3 separate regions of the Sus scrofa genome follow, and regions 2 and 3 are each linked to region 1. The links are chromatin contacts, called in public Hi-C and promoter capture Hi-C maps. All regions are on one chromosome and are shown on one strand. The core of a region is the stretch at or near the end of the contact, and the rest is flanking DNA. Distances in the headings are between cores, read along the strand shown. Region 1 holds the start of HES1 (hes family bHLH transcription factor 1). Region 2 holds the start of OPA1 (dynamin-like 120 kDa protein, mitochondrial). Region 3 has its middle 250 kb from the start of OPA1.

Region 1 (4,869 bases), core at 1,064-3,563:
GGCGACCCGGGCAGGCGGGCAGGAGGGACGAAGGGAAGGGGGAGGCGGCGGCGGCCGGCCGGCCGGGGCTGTACGAGAGTCGCCCGCCCCGCGCGGCAAATCCCCCAGGGAGGCCGCCGCCAGAGCCCTGGCGCTCCCGGCCCGGCGCCCGCCACGTGGCACCCGGCGGCGGCGGCGGCGGCTCCTCCCGGCGCGCGGCCCGGCCAGCCGGCAGCACGCAGCCGCCCGCACCGCCCGCCTCCTCCCGGCCGCCCGCCGGCGGCCTCCCGGGCGCAGCGAGGGGGAGCTGCCCGGCCGCCCTGGACCCGGGGAAGGGGCGGGTGGAGCGAAGCCGCTTTAACCGCAGCCGCCCAGCGGAGGCAGGAGGCTGACCCGGCCGCTTCCTAAGTGCGGTCAGGCATCTCGTGACCGCGGCGGGCGCCGGGGGCCCCGCGGGGGAGGGAGGGCGGGTGCAAGGAGCAAACAAGAAGGCCCCTCCCCCTCCCCCGGGCTGTTGCTAGTGAGGCCCTGGGCAGAGTTAAAACCCCAAGCCCGAAATCAAGGGTGGAGGGGGGGTTGGAATAATCCCCCACTCTCCACCCCAGGGCGTGCGCTCCCCGCCCGGAAGGGCTGACCTTGGCCCGGGGGAGGTGTGGGGGGGGCGGGTGGTAAGCGCCGGGGCTCGGCTCCCCGCCCGCCGCCCCCTCGGATTCCTGGCCCGGCGGGGGCCGGAGGAGGGGGGGCCCCGGACACACACACACACACACACACACACACACACACACACACACCCCACACGCAGCGCGCGCCAATGAGCCCCGGCCAGGCGCTGGGGGCGGGGTTTTCCCAGGCTCGAGCACAGCAGCTGCTATTTACCTTCTTGGCTTCTCCCGGGGACCAGGAACCAGCCCCCGCGCTCCGCCGCCCGCCGCCGCCCCCCGCCTCCCTGCCCCCGGGGCGCGCGCACACACACTCACACACGCACGCACACACACATCCTCCCGGCCCGGCCGCAGCCGCGGCGGCAATAAAACATCCTGGCACGTGCTTCGGCTCCAGGCGCGCCCTCGCCGGCCGGCTGATGTCAAACTGCAGCTCGGCTGGTGTAGCTCTTAAAGGGCCCGCGCGCGACGGGTGTCGAGGTTGCCCTGGTCGCTCGCGGGGCGAGAAGGAGGGAGCGGCTGCCACTCGGCTCGCCACCTCTATGTGCAGCAAAACTGAGAGCCCACGGGTGGAAAGGGAAAGGGTGGCCAGGACGCGCGCGCGTCCCTGAGGCATTGCCATCAAAGCCCTCCTTGTTCATCTTTCATTTGAAATTCCATTTCCTTTCTGCTCAGTTGGAAATTATTCTGATTGTTTCCTGGGGAAGCGCTAGGTTCAAGGCCTCAACTCCGTAACAGAAATGAGAGACAGGCTGGGGTAGGGGTGGAGGGCGGGGATCAAAAACCACTTTGCTCTGAAAAACCTGCAAATGTAAGTAAGATGGAGGCACTTTTTCCTTTTCTGCATGCAGAAAGGAATTTTGTCCTTTTTCTGCATGGTCGACTTTCACCCCCCACCCCCGGAATGTGCGGAGTCTGAGCGGGAAATCACTTAGATGTTTCTGTAAGTCACACCCTTGCACATGTTCCCCCTTTTTCTTTTAACCATGCAATTATAATCTTTTATCCCTGTCCTTCTAAACCTTTTTAAAAATATATTTCAAGTGAACTTATTAGTGTCAAAGCAGCTCTATTACACGCGAATGGAAATAAGCAGCAAAGACCCCAGCCTCCAAAGAAATAAACTAGAGTAGATCAAACCCAATGCAGAAAAATCCTCTCTAAAGCAAAGCCCAGTAGGGAGAGTAACAAAGGGTTAAAATCCTTTTGATTGACGTTGTAGCCTCTGGTGCCCCGGGCTCAGGCGCGCGCCATTGGCCGCCAGGCCTTGTGCCTGGCGGCCAATGGGGGGGCGCGGTCCACGAGCGGTGCCGCGTGTCTCCTCCTCCCATTGGCTGAAAGTTACTGTGGGAAAGAAAGTTTGGGAAGTTTCACACGAGCCGTTCGCGTGCAGTCCCAGATATATATAGAGGCCGCCAGGGCCTGAGGATCACACTGGATCCGGGAGCTGGTGCTGATAACAGCGGAATCCCCCGTCTACCTCTCTCCTTGGTCCTGGAATTGCGCTACCGATCACCAAGTAGCCATAAGATATAATAAACCTTCAGCACTTGCTCAGTAGCTTTGCGAAAGTCTCAAGTAAAAGAGACATAAACAAAACAATTTTTTTTGGTGTGAAGAACTCCAAAAATAAAATTCTCTAGGGATTAAAAAAAAAAAAAAAAAAAAAAAAACAGAAAATGCCAGCTGATATAATGGAGAAAAATTCCTCGTCCCCGGTGGCTGCTACCCCAGCCAGTGTCAACACGACACCGGATAAACCAAAGACAGCATCTGAGCACAGAAAGGTAAGGGCAATACCTGTATCTCTCCACAGCCCCTAAGAGATTAAGTCGGGATGGGTGGGGGCTCCTTTCTCCCTTTAAACCCTGGGGTGAAATGTCAAGTCTCATGGGAACTCAGGGCTCTTTTTCCTCCCCCCTCCCCTTTTACAGTCATCAAAGCCCATCATGGAGAAAAGACGAAGAGCAAGAATAAATGAAAGTCTGAGCCAGCTGAAAACACTGATTTTGGATGCTCTTAAAAAAGATGTAAGTGGGTAATATTGCCTTTTTTAATTAAAAAAATTGAAATACTATTTCTTTGGTATTAAGAACCAAACCCCTTTGTCAGCGAGATCTCCCCCGCCTGCACTGCGTTCCCTTAGGCGGGAGGGCTGGGTCTACTCTACCCGGGGTCTGGGGGATGTTGGCGACGCGGCGGAGAGGAGGGACCCCCCACCCCCAGCACTCCGAGGCCGCTGGCAGTCTCTCACGTTCCTCCCTTGCCTCCTTTTCTGTGCAGAGCTCGAGGCATTCCAAGCTGGAGAAGGCGGACATTCTGGAAATGACAGTGAAGCACCTCCGGAACCTGCAGCGGGCGCAGATGACGGGTGAGGGCGGCTGGCCGCGTCCCCCTCTGCGGGCGTCCCTCTCGCCCCGCGGTGATTTCTTCCAGACTTCCGCCCGTGGTTGTGAGAGGCATTCAGCTACATTTTACTGCCTTGGCTCATTCTTGCGTTCCCACGGTCTGGGGCTTATTTATAGCCACAACTCCAAGTTGTTACTGTTCCGGAAAGGGAGGGAGAGAGGTTGTAGTGGCGAGGGCGGCGGGCGGCTTGGCCAGGGGGAAGCGGGTGGGGGCGAAAAGACTTAGAAGCGTGGCGGTCTTTAAGCTGCGCGGAGCCTGGGGTCATCTGGTTTAGCACTCCACTACAGAAGGAAAAATAAGGCTTGGTGGTGGAGAAGGGGGGAAGGGCATTATCCAAGGTCAAATCGCGCGGGGGTTAGGGGGAGGCAGATCTGAGGTTGAGATCGGTTTAAATGGAGCGACTGAGAGCAGAGAGGGAGCGTCTCGGCTTTGGTCGCCAAGCTAGGATGGAGAAGCGATTGTTTTTTCCTAAGCCCATCCTAGTAGCCAGAGGCAGTTCTACGGGCGGGTGGTCAGGGAGGCGCACTGCGGGGACCTCCCAGGGCGGAGGAGGTGGCCTCGGGGCCAGGGACGTTCGGTGACCCGTCTGTCTCCTGGCCCGCAGCCGCGCTAAGCACAGACCCGAGCGTGCTGGGGAAGTACCGCGCCGGCTTCAGTGAGTGCATGAACGAGGTGACCCGCTTCCTGTCCACGTGCGAGGGCGTTAACACCGAGGTGCGCACCCGGCTGCTCGGCCACCTGGCCAACTGCATGACCCAGATCAACGCCATGACCTACCCTGGGCAGCCGCACCCAGCCTTGCAGGCGCCGCCACCGCCCCCGCCAGGACCCGGAGGTCCGCAGCACGCGCCGTTCGCGCCGCCACCGCCACTGGTGCCCATCCCCGGGGGTGCGGCGCCCCCTCCCGGCGGCGCGCCCTGCAAGCTGGGCAGCCCGGCTGGAGAGGCGGCAAAGGTATTCGGCGGCTTCCAGGTGGTCCCGGCTCCCGATGGCCAGTTTGCCTTCCTCATCCCCAACGGGGCCTTCGCTCACAGCGGCCCGGTCATCCCAGTCTACACCAGCAACAGCGGGACCTCCGTGGGCCCCAACGCAGTGTCGCCTTCCAGCGGCCCCTCGCTCACGGCGGACTCCATGTGGAGGCCTTGGCGGAACTGAGGGGCTCAAGCCACCCCTCCCCCCAAACTCCCCAGCCCACCTCTCTTCCCTTGGGACACTAAACAGGAACTTGGACTCTGGGAGAGGGGAGAGGACTTTTGTGATTAACTGGTTACTTTGGGGTTTTTTTTAATTTCTAAAGTTACTTTTTTTGTAGAGAAATGTATTAAGTGACTGACCATGCACTATATTTGTACATATTTTATATGTTCATATTGGATTGCGCCTTTGTATTATAAAAGTTCAGATGACATTTCGTTTTTTACACGAGATTTCTTTTTTATGTGATGCCAAAGATGTTTGAAAATGCTCTTAAAATATCTTCCTTTGGGGAAGTTTATTTGAGAAAATATAATAAAAGAAAAAGAGTCAAGGCTTTTATGTCTTAGAACTGATTATTTCAGAATATGTGAAAAAGGAAAGTCTTGGGAAGAATTTGGATAACGTAATCTGAGATTTCAGGAATTGGCTATTTTTGTTATTAAAAGAACACTTTTTAAATCCATCAAACCTTTTACCAGTCCTCCTTGGACTAACAGTCCATTTAATTTTCAAGAACTCATCTGATACGGCTTCTCTGATCAGTTTGTGGTCAGTCAGTCTCTTCAAGGACTTGAAAAACTTCTTTAGTTGCAGTTGGTAAGTCATTCAGTCCTGGTTCTCA
Region 2 (4,869 bases), core at 660-3,159, 510 kb before region 1:
CAGCGGAAACGAATCCAACTAGGAACCATGAGGTTGTGGGTTTGATCCCTGGCCTTGCTCAGTGGGTTAAGGATCCGGCATTGCCGTGAGCTGTGGTGTAGATCACAGATGTGGCTCGGATCCCGCATTGCTGTGGCTCTGGCGTAGGCCGGTGGCTACAGCTCCGATTAGACCCCTAGTCTGGGAACCTCCATGTGCCGCAGGTGCAGCCCTAAAAAATAAATAAATAAGAAATATAATAAATTTTCCAGAGTCCTTCGTTTGAGGACTATGTTACCAATAACTATGTTTACACTTGGCAGTACTGCGAATGGATGGATATTGACTAAGGATTCTGATGATTAAGGGAAAAGTAATTTTCTTTGCATCTAGCTCCTTTAGAGGTGGTGCCCTTAAAAAGAAGGGGGCACACAGCCCTCTGATTTTGGTCCTGGCTATGCCACTAATTGACTTCACTACCTTCTCTAGGCCACATCCCATATATGGGCCTGTTTCCACATAAAGCATAAAATGATAAGCATTGTAAGGGGTAAAAGGTATTTAAATTTGTAGAGCTGACTTAGACTACTTAAGGAGATAATGCAGACAGAGATGAAAAGGGGTCCAGGATTTCTTGAGATCCGAAACCCTCCAAAGTTGAGAGGTTGGAAGGAGAATGAGGCTGGGGAGTAGCAGATCCTGGAGAAAAGGAGAGTGTGACTTTCAGAAAGCTAGGAGAGGGAAGCCCTTTAAGGAGAGCGTTGACGGTGGGAGTATACGCTGGGGGTTGTGGGATGGAAATCCTATAAAATTGGATTGTGATGATCATTGTACAACTATAAATGTAATAAATTCATTGAGTAATAAAAAAAAAAAAGAGAGAGCGTTGAGGGCCCAACATCCTGAGCTGAATGCAGGGCGGCCCAGTGACCCTTGGCAATATGGAATTGCTGCAAGACTTTGAGCAGCAATTTCTTCTTTTTTTTTTTTTTTTTTTTTGTCTTTTTGTCTGTTGTTGTTGTTGTTGTTGTTGTTGTCGTTGCTATTTCTTGGGCCGCTCCCGGGGCATATGGAGGTTCCCAGGCTAGGGGTCGAATTGGAGCTGTAGCCACTAGCCTACGCCAGAGCCACAGCAACGCGGGATCCGAGCCGTGTCTTCAACCTACACCACAGCTCATGGCAACGCCGGATCGTTAACCCACTGAGCAAGGGCAGGGACCGAACCCGCAACCTCATGGTTCCTAGTCGGATTCGTTAACCACTGCGCCACGACGGGAACTCCCTGAGCAGCAATTTCAATAAATTAGTTAAATTAAAAGCCAGATGAAAACTGACAGGGAGCGAATGAACGAAATCACTTTTTGACGCCTTTATAGCCTGCACAAGCTTGTTCCAAACCCTTAGTTTGCTTAATTCATCTGAGTTCCTCTTGGATCTAACCTTCAGAAACTCTAAAGCACTTAACTTGTTGACCATTCCTCCTTCAGCACCCCCCACCTCCCCCGAGATTGTGCTAAGACATCAAAGTGCTTCGTGAACAAAAACACCTAAAAAAAGGAGCAGGGCAAAAGGGCATTACTCTATTCTATTACTCTATCCCTGTGCTGTATTAATTTTGTATTCCGTAAGCTCCTCTGTGCTCCAACAGTCCAAATTTTCTCAAATTGGTAGCCAAGCATTGACACTTTATTCGGATCTCAAGTCCTTCACCCTGCCAGTCCCTGCCCAACACCTGAACTCTTCCCGTCCCAGAGTCTAACTGGAGACATTCAAATACACCACTCAGCCTCCTCCTCCTTCAAACAAAGAAGGCGGGTGGGGGAGAGCGAAGGGGAAATTACCTTGCTTCTCACACAGGCTTTGAGCGCATGCGTGAGTCCTCCCCCGGACCATTTGTGCTGCCCGCCTAGGAAGGTGGGGGTGGTGGTTTGCCTGACGGACCGAGTACGGGTGCCGAGCAGGCTCTCGCGGAAGTCCATTCGCATTGGGAGGGCCGCGGTGGCTGCTTTGTGCCCTTGTTGCTGAGGGCCTCTTCCTGGGTCATTCCTGGAGCAGAAGCCGGACTGGGGATAACAGCGGGGCTCCCGCCTGGCCGCCTCGGCGTCTGTGTGACCTCCTCGCCGGCAGAATGTGGCGACTACGCCGGGCTGCCGTGGCCTGGTAAGTGCGGGCTCCGACCTGGCCCCGTTATCTCTGAGGCCTCCGGAAAACCGGCTTGTCCCATCACTATCTCCAGAATATGCAGATAAGTCTCAGGCCAGGCAGAGGGCAGTTGGAGAATTCCGGAATGTTTTTGAGGACCTGAGTGACAGGAGCCGTGACTGGGCTTACCGGAGATGCTGGCCCCAGTACTGGTCCCTGTCCCTATGCCATTCGGAAGATTCTGGGTGCTTTTCATTCTTGGCCTGTTCCTATTATTATTTGTGCCTGTCCCTTTAACCTTTCTGCTCTCGCTATTATCTCTGCGTCTGGTAGCTGCTTGTTTCTGCCTCCTTGCTCCCCAGTCTCTGACTCTATCCATGTGTCACCCTTTCTGAGTCTTAATTCTCACTGTGTTTTTCTTCTACCTCCACGCCAGGCTTACATTGCTTTTGCAGGTACCCGACTTAGTCTCTCGGCGTGAAGGGGACTCTGCCTCTTTCCTTAGTCTGCTGAGTGAACGTGATTTGGAGTTATGTCTGGAGCAGTGGCGCATGCTGTGTCAGATGAAATTAGAGATATTCTCTTAATAGCAGCTTTTTTTTTTTTTTTTTTTTCTTTCAGTGTTTAGGAAGGGAGAATTGCTTTTGGATGAGAGGTGAGGAATGTGGCACCACCTTTCTAATCTTTATGTTGTTGTCGCCCAGGCCTGACTTAATCCTAAAGAGAAAGTCGTGGAAGTATTTACATCTCTATAGTGCATTTTAATGAGAGTAATTTTAACTTCAGCCTTTACACGTGGTTGTGTTCTAGTGGTCTTAGATATCCTTCAGGTTTAACTCATTGTTGCAGGCATTTGATGAGCAGTAACATGCATCAAGCAAAATTGGAAAAACTTGGTTTTCCTAAATTAACTCAATCTCCAAACACCTTTTTTTTTTTTTTCCCCCTTGGTCCTTTTGCCTTTTCTAGGGCCGCTCCCGCAGCATATGGAGGTTCCCAGGCTAGGGGTCTAATCGGAGCCATAGCTGCCAGCCTATGCCAGAGCCACAGCAAGGAGGGATCGGAGCTGCATCTGCAACCTACAGCACAGCTCACCGGAAGGCCACTGATTGAACCTGCAACCTCATGGTTCCTAGTCGGATTCCTTAACCACTGAGCCACAACAGGAACTCCCAAACACCTGTCTTGAATTTTTCTGCATAATATTTTAAGTGCAGAAATTTAGTGTTTCTAAGGGATGGAATCCATTTGTTTTATGAAGGTTAACTTGAGTCTAAATTTAGAACTGAATAGCATGCAGTAGTTATAGTTTTAGTCAATTAGAATAATTGAATAAGTTATTTCTAATCTCGTGGAATTTTAATTTGAGTAAACCTGCATCCCTTGGTACTGAACTAAGTTATTTACAACCTTTTTTATTTCTACTCCTCAGTATTTACTGGGGAAATATATTCAATTTTCCTTAAATTAGAAAAGACTTGGAGTTCCCGTTGTGTAGGCCGGCAGCTGTAGCTCCGATTCAACCTCTAACCTGGGAACCTCTATATGCCTCGGGTGCAGCCCTAAAAAGCAAAAAAAAAAAAATTAGTAAAGACTTTGCAGAAAGTAGCATACTTTGTTGGGGCAATTAAGATATGTAGGAAAAACTTAAAAATTGAGTTTAAAAACAAACTGATTAATAACTGATAATTGTTTAGTCCGTTGGATGCTGTCCACTAAATTGTTTCTAAAGTTACTATTGACTCCATGGTTATAGCTTAAAAGTCTTAGTGTGGATAGCACAGTTTAGCTCTCAGCAGAAGTAAAGATGTGAAAGGTCAGAAGCCCCAAGATCTGAAGTTTGTCTTTTGATGTAGTTCCTGTGTGTTGTGAAAGAGTAAATTTAAATTTCTATTCTTTAAAGATAAACATTCTTTGACATATATGTCTAAATACATGCTCATGAACATGTGAGAAGACCAATGACCAATGTTTATTTAGGTGCAATAAATATTTGCTTTTTAGGGCTGCACCCGAGGCATATGGAAGTTCCCAAGCTAGGGGTCAAATCTGAGCTGTAGCTGCTGGCTTACACCACAGCCACAGCAAGGCAGGATCTGAGCGAGGCCTGGGATTGAACCTGCATCCTCATGGATTCTAGTTGGGTTTGTTAACTGCTGAGCCATGAAGGGAACTCCCTGCATAAAAATTTTTTTTTGGTCTCTTTTCTCTTTTTTTGTTTTGTTTTGTTTTTTTGCTTTTCCCTGCATAAAATTTTTGAAAAAATAATTATGTACTAGGGAACAGTACATAGGTTAGAAGAAGATGATGGATGATAGAGAATAGGTGATTTCTGGGGTGGGGTGGGGTTGGGGGGCTTTTGTTTTGCATCACATTTAATTTTTAGTTTGGCCTAATATAGAAGTATACATTCAAATTCCTTTTCCACCATTCACTAGTCTTTTTACCTTAGGCAAGACACAGTTCAAAAGACCAAATTGATAAGGATGCTTACCTTACTAGGTTTTTCTGAGAGTTAATAGTAGCGTTTGTGTAAATATCTAGTATAATATCTGGCACTTTTTCCCTTTTTCCCTTACTGTCCTTCTTCACAGCATTATTTCTGTGTTCTTTGATTCCTTTTAAGATTCTATCCCTGGGGGAAAAAATGTAATTGTAATGTATACGTGTAAGGATAACCTGACCCCCTTGCTGTACAGTGGGAAAATAAAAAAAAAAAAAAAAAAAAGATTCTATCCCCAGGTAATT
Region 3 (4,869 bases), core at 1,409-3,908, 260 kb before region 1:
TCACATCTCGCAGATTAAGTGTCATAAAGTCTAAAGTACAGTGCTCAATGCTGACACATAGTGAACATTCCACTCCTGGTCTCAACTTCACAAACTGCTATTTCAGACCACGTGCTGCAAAATTCCCAAGCCTGGTTCCCTGAGCTCCAAGACGCTACCTGACAGTAAGAGGATCCTTCTGAAAAGAACTATAAGTTATGGAAGAGGGAAGAGCAGTTTGAGTCCTTGCCATTGGAATGACAATATCTCAAGTAGGCACTTGGGACAAACTCAGTCACAAGGAACTTCCTTAAGAGAGATGGGGACAAATGACCTGAGTTAGACTAGATGACATCCAAGGTTCTTCCCATTCTCATGATTCTGCAATAACAAATGTGACACGGCATTCAAGGCCCATATAATCACAATTAAACTTCTCTTACAGACTCATCTCACGTTATTCCTCTAAGCCCACAATTCTGCCAAGGCCATTCAGTTGACCATGTTCCATGAATATCATGCCCCTTCCTGTGCCCAGACCTCTGATTCTTACTTTTCCATTCCTCTTTCCATTATTAAATTCTTGCCCATCTTTGGAGGCCCTCTTCCATTAAGCTCTTCCTGCTTCCCCAGCTGTGGTCCACCCCTCCAGCCTTCCATCTGCACTTCCCTAGGGATGTTAATATTAAACTATCTTGTGTTCCAGACATAGAGAACAGACAGGTTGCCAAGGCGGGGATTGGGGGAGGGATGGAGTGAGAGTTTGGAATTAACAGATGCAAACTATTATATGTAGAATGGAGGATAAACAGCAAGCCCCTACTGTATAGCACAGGGAACTATATTCACTAGTCTATGATAAACCATAATGGAAAAGAATAATTTTAAAAAGAACGTATATATAAACTACCTTGGGTTCTAGGTATGAAAGAACACATTTTTCCAGTTTGAGAACTCTTTTCTTTTTCATCTTTTGTCTTTTTAGGGCCACATCATATAGAATTTCCCAGGCTATGGGCAGAATCAGAGCTGTAGCTGTCGGCCTACACCACGGCTCATGGCAACACCCACTGAGATCCTCACTCAGATCCTCACCCACTGAGTGAGGCCAGGGATGGAACCCACATCCTCATGAATACTCAACAGATTCGTTTTGGCTGAGCCACGATGGGATCTCCTCTCTGGACCTTTTAGTTCAAACACATTCCTAACTTGAGTTGCTATGTCTCTTGGCTCAAATTATTTCAAAAAAGAAGCTGATTGTCTCTGCCCAGTGTCCTGTGTCCTTCCTTGGGTCAATCAGCCCATGAGGAACCAGGGAACACGACACCTGTATGACTTCCCAGGTCCCACCCTTTCAATAAGGGAGAAGTTTGGAGGAGTGTGGCTTTGCTTCTTAACAACTGGCCTTCGGTGAGATTGTCATCCCTAAATGAATCCAGTACAACAAAGTCTTGTACCTATAATGAAGGTAGCATTTGTCATTCTCTACTTGGGTCTCTGACAAACCTGGGTGCTCCCTGATGACAAGAACTACATCCTCTTTATTTTTATGGGGCTTGACACCCATAGCCTCTGATGATTGGTTGAAGGAAGACTGAGTTCTTTCTTCCCACTTACTCTTTGTGGGATATTAAGCAAGACTAAGTTTCCCTGAAGCTTCGTGTGTTCATCTCTAAAACAGGGGCAGAAATTATCTTCGCCCCTCCTACTCAAATCCCATGAGTCCAGGGGTGGCAAAAGCTTCGCTTGTCCTGAAGGACTGTAGGAGGGTGTGTGGGTTATTCCTGCTGCCCACCGCATGGGTCTCAGGGACACCTGCTGACCTGGCCAGAGATGGAACATCATTACAGCATTTTTGTTTCAGTGGTTGGACTGCAAACTGTGAACTGCCCTTAACCCGGAATACTGACACCCAGTGCACCTCCTTTGCCTCTATGGAGCCCTCCTCCCGCGAGGACAATAACCTCACAATAGCATCTGTAGTTTCACATGAGATGCCTACAAATTGTAAAAGCAAGGACGGAATGAGAGCCATTTTCTTAGGCTCCCTGTAGAGTTTGTCTTAGTCCCTACCCGGGGGGGACTGCTGTGCCATGCAATTTCTCTCTTTTCTCAAACGCTTCATTCCTTCATGCACTCATTTGCTCACTACCTCAGGGCCCTCCTTCATGTAAAGGAGCAGGAGATGCAGACTAAGGGGTGCTAAGCCCTCTGACAGGGCTCTGCTGAGGTTCTCAGGAGTGCAAACGAGGAGCACGTATAGGGGACTTCAGGGAGAAGCTTCCAGTGGAAGGGGACACCTGAGCCGACTCTTGAAAGACAGGACTAACCAGTTGCCCTTGAGGAGGCGGGAGAGGGCTCTCCTTGCCACAGGAACGGCTTGTGCAAAACCTGGAGGTGAGGGAGAATGCGGGGTGCTCAGGGCAGAACAAGTTGTTCAGAGCAGAGCAGCTGGAGTAAAGCTAAGACGTGGGTGGGCAGAGATAAAAGCCAGTGCAGGAGTCAGGAGCCAGACCAGGAAGGGTCTAAAGAGCCTTGACTTAGGACCTGCTGGGAGAGATGCCTGAAATTCCACTGCTAACACTTGCCGGAGGTCACGAAGTTAGCCTGCAGAGGAACACGTCTCAGGCCCCTGGGCCGTGCTCTTTGGCTTTTTTCACTCTTCCTTAAGCAGCGGCTGCCTCTGGCCCCACGCCAGCCTGAGCCCTGAGCCAGGCAGGGGAGGATGCCTCCAGCACAGACAGGTCCTGATGCTGCCGGCAATGCATCTGGCCTGGGACCAAAGAGCCGCCAGCAGGCCGGCCGCCCAAGTCACTCCCCAAGCTACCCATGCCTTCCCTTCCCTGGTCAATCTTCATTTTTTATCAAAATGTGTTGGTTCAGGGGCCAGTGCTCCCCTGGCCTCCTGTTGCCCCTCTCAAGCCCCCTCCCTGGCTCCCGCTGGCCTCGCAGCCCTGCACAGGCTTCCAGGCTTCCAGCAAGGAGCCTGCGAGCCATACAAAGGAAATGGCAAGAGGATGAGTCACCCCGAGGCTCCAGCCGCTGCCAGGGCTGCAGTCCACAACAGGACCTTTGTGCTACACTGCAGGAGGACCTAGGGGATGGCCATGGGGAGGCAGGCATTTCAGGACGCTGACTAATGCCCTGGGGAGGGGAGGGATCTCCTCCGGAAGGGGACCACTTTCTGGACGCCACACCCGGGCAGAACCGCGGCTGGGGGCATTCGGTCACTGCTTAGAGAGTGACCCTATGCGCCATCTTGTCTCACTGCTGGTCCCTTCCGAGAGTACACCCTGTTGTGTGTGGGTCTGTCTCCTTCACTGCGGTGTGAGGGGCTCAAAGCCTGGGGCACAGCCATTCGACTCTCTTCCTACCACAATACCTAACACGGCACTGAGACAGTGCTGGAGATGGATACGGGGATGGATGTGGGGATGGATGGATGGATGGACAGAGGGGTGATGGGTGGCTGAATGAGCAGATGGATGGAATAATTCATTTACATGCATGTGAGCAGCTAACCCAATATTCTCAATTCACAAATGGGGAAGGAAAAGTCCAGACCTGGGATTGACTGGAACCAAGTCTCACAATGAGTAGGTAGCAGCTCTAGAGTTGGTGCCCTGCTGCTGCGTCTGATTTGCTCTATTGTGTAACTGCTGTTGTGTGGCTCAGGGAACACCTAGAAGGCATGACTAATGTGTGGGCCGAAGTTGAAGTGGTGAGACGCCACAGCATGGATAAGACAACCGCCAAGGGCAAGGTCAGGTCCTGAGCAAGAGAAACCAGAGCAACAAAAGGCAGGGTTCCAGGCCTTAAAGTGACCATAATCCATTGGCCTAGGCTGCTCACTGGATTTACATAAGATGAGGAAAGAATCAGCATACAGCCTTGCGTATGCCAGGTACGGATATTTAATCTTTTGTACAACCCTGATGGTGGTATTGTTACAGATAAAGAAGGCGACTGGGAGACAGGGCCCATTAGGACAGTCAGTTGCCAGCTCCCTCAGGGCTTCAGAGTGACAGGCACTTGGTGGAGCCAGCATGGGACAGGATTGGGTTCTCAGCATGGCAGACCCAGAAATTCAGCGTTGTCCGTGTCCTTGGAGGGGGACACAGCTCAGGACTAGGTCACATCAACTCACAACTCAGAGTCAGATATGTTACAAAGAGACCGAGGTGCAGATGACCTGAGCTTTTCACCTGGAGAGAAGGTGGCCATGGTGAGGTAGGTGCGGGGTGGGGGGGGAGGTGCATGGAAGCAGAATGAGATGTTTAGAACCCAAGCCAGGGAGCTCTGATCACCTAGAACCCTTGTGTCCACAGCAGTGTGGCCTGCCCCAGGCTGCACGTGTGAATTCCCGAGGCTGGACACACCCAGGGCAGCGAGCATAGGGGCCTTTTCTTTCCCTAACTCCCATGCTGGTCAGACTCACCAAGCTCCTTTCAACATTCTTTCAGCTCAAACCAAAACAACAGACTAGTGGGAAGCTTCAGACCAGCTGGTACAGCCACACTCTGGAGACCACACCCTGGACCCCCTGGTGAGAGTCAGGCAGTCCAGAAGTCCTTGGCCTTGGCAGACCATGGCTTGGGACAGATACTGTCCTCATGGGGTGAGTCGTTGCCTACCTCTGGCACTTTCTGGTTCCTTCACAGTAGCTGGCTTGCATTTAAGGCTGCGAGTACTGGACTCCCATTTCCCCCAACTTCCTAAATTACCCACTTTAAAGATGAGGAGTTTAAAAGTTCGGTAATTAGGAGTTCCTGTCGGGGCGCAGTGGTTAATGAATCCGACTAGGAACCATCAGGTTGCAGGTTCGGTCCCTGGCCTTGCTCAGTGGGTTAGGGATCCGGCGTTGCCATGAACTGTGGTGTAGGTTGC

What was found. Promoter capture Hi-C pulls out the DNA fragments that hold promoters and counts their contacts. A called contact is a pair of places that touch in the nucleus more often than the background predicts.
Region 2: a contact with region 1 is called in a promoter capture Hi-C map of fetal liver, with 3 times the contacts expected there. The contact joins the promoter of OPA1 here to the promoter of HES1 in region 1. A contact is called at or near these places in 1 of 5 promoter capture datasets (fetal liver) and 1 of 47 Hi-C or Micro-C datasets (heart right ventricle).
Region 3: a Hi-C map of embryonic fibroblasts shows a contact between it and region 1, with 2.6 times the contacts expected there. The contact joins the enhancer-like site here to the promoter of HES1 in region 1. A contact is called at or near these places in 3 of 47 Hi-C or Micro-C datasets (embryonic fibroblasts and epiblast stem cells) and 2 of 2 datasets of contacts at active chromatin or transcription factors (alveolar macrophages and skeletal muscle).

Annotation. Positions count from the first base shown.
Region 1 is chr13:131,133,657-131,138,525 of Sscrofa11.1, forward strand. It overlaps HES1 (hes family bHLH transcription factor 1), which reads left to right and starts at 2,314. Exons shown (of 4, transcript NM_001195231.1): 1 at 2,314-2,428; 2 at 2,576-2,671; 3 at 2,925-3,012; 4 at 3,655-4,209. The coding sequence starts at 2,321. The coding sequence ends at 4,205. It overlaps LOC102164131 (a long non-coding RNA gene), which reads right to left and starts at 1,923. Exons shown (of 8, transcript XR_002337825.1): 1 at 856-1,923.
Region 2 is chr13:130,622,862-130,627,730 of Sscrofa11.1, forward strand. OPA1 (dynamin-like 120 kDa protein, mitochondrial) reads left to right here and starts at 1,910. Exons shown (of 30, transcript XM_021070064.1): 1 at 1,910-2,139. The coding sequence starts at 2,108.
Region 3 is chr13:130,870,378-130,875,246 of Sscrofa11.1, forward strand. No RefSeq gene overlaps it. Among named protein-coding and RNA genes, the nearest start is that of OPA1, 250 kb to the left of the region's middle. Within about 2 kb of position 2,659, at least 46 of the 83 cell types and tissues checked have an H3K27ac peak or open chromatin away from gene starts, as enhancers often do. A contact at or near this core is called in embryonic fibroblasts and skeletal muscle, where this site is marked.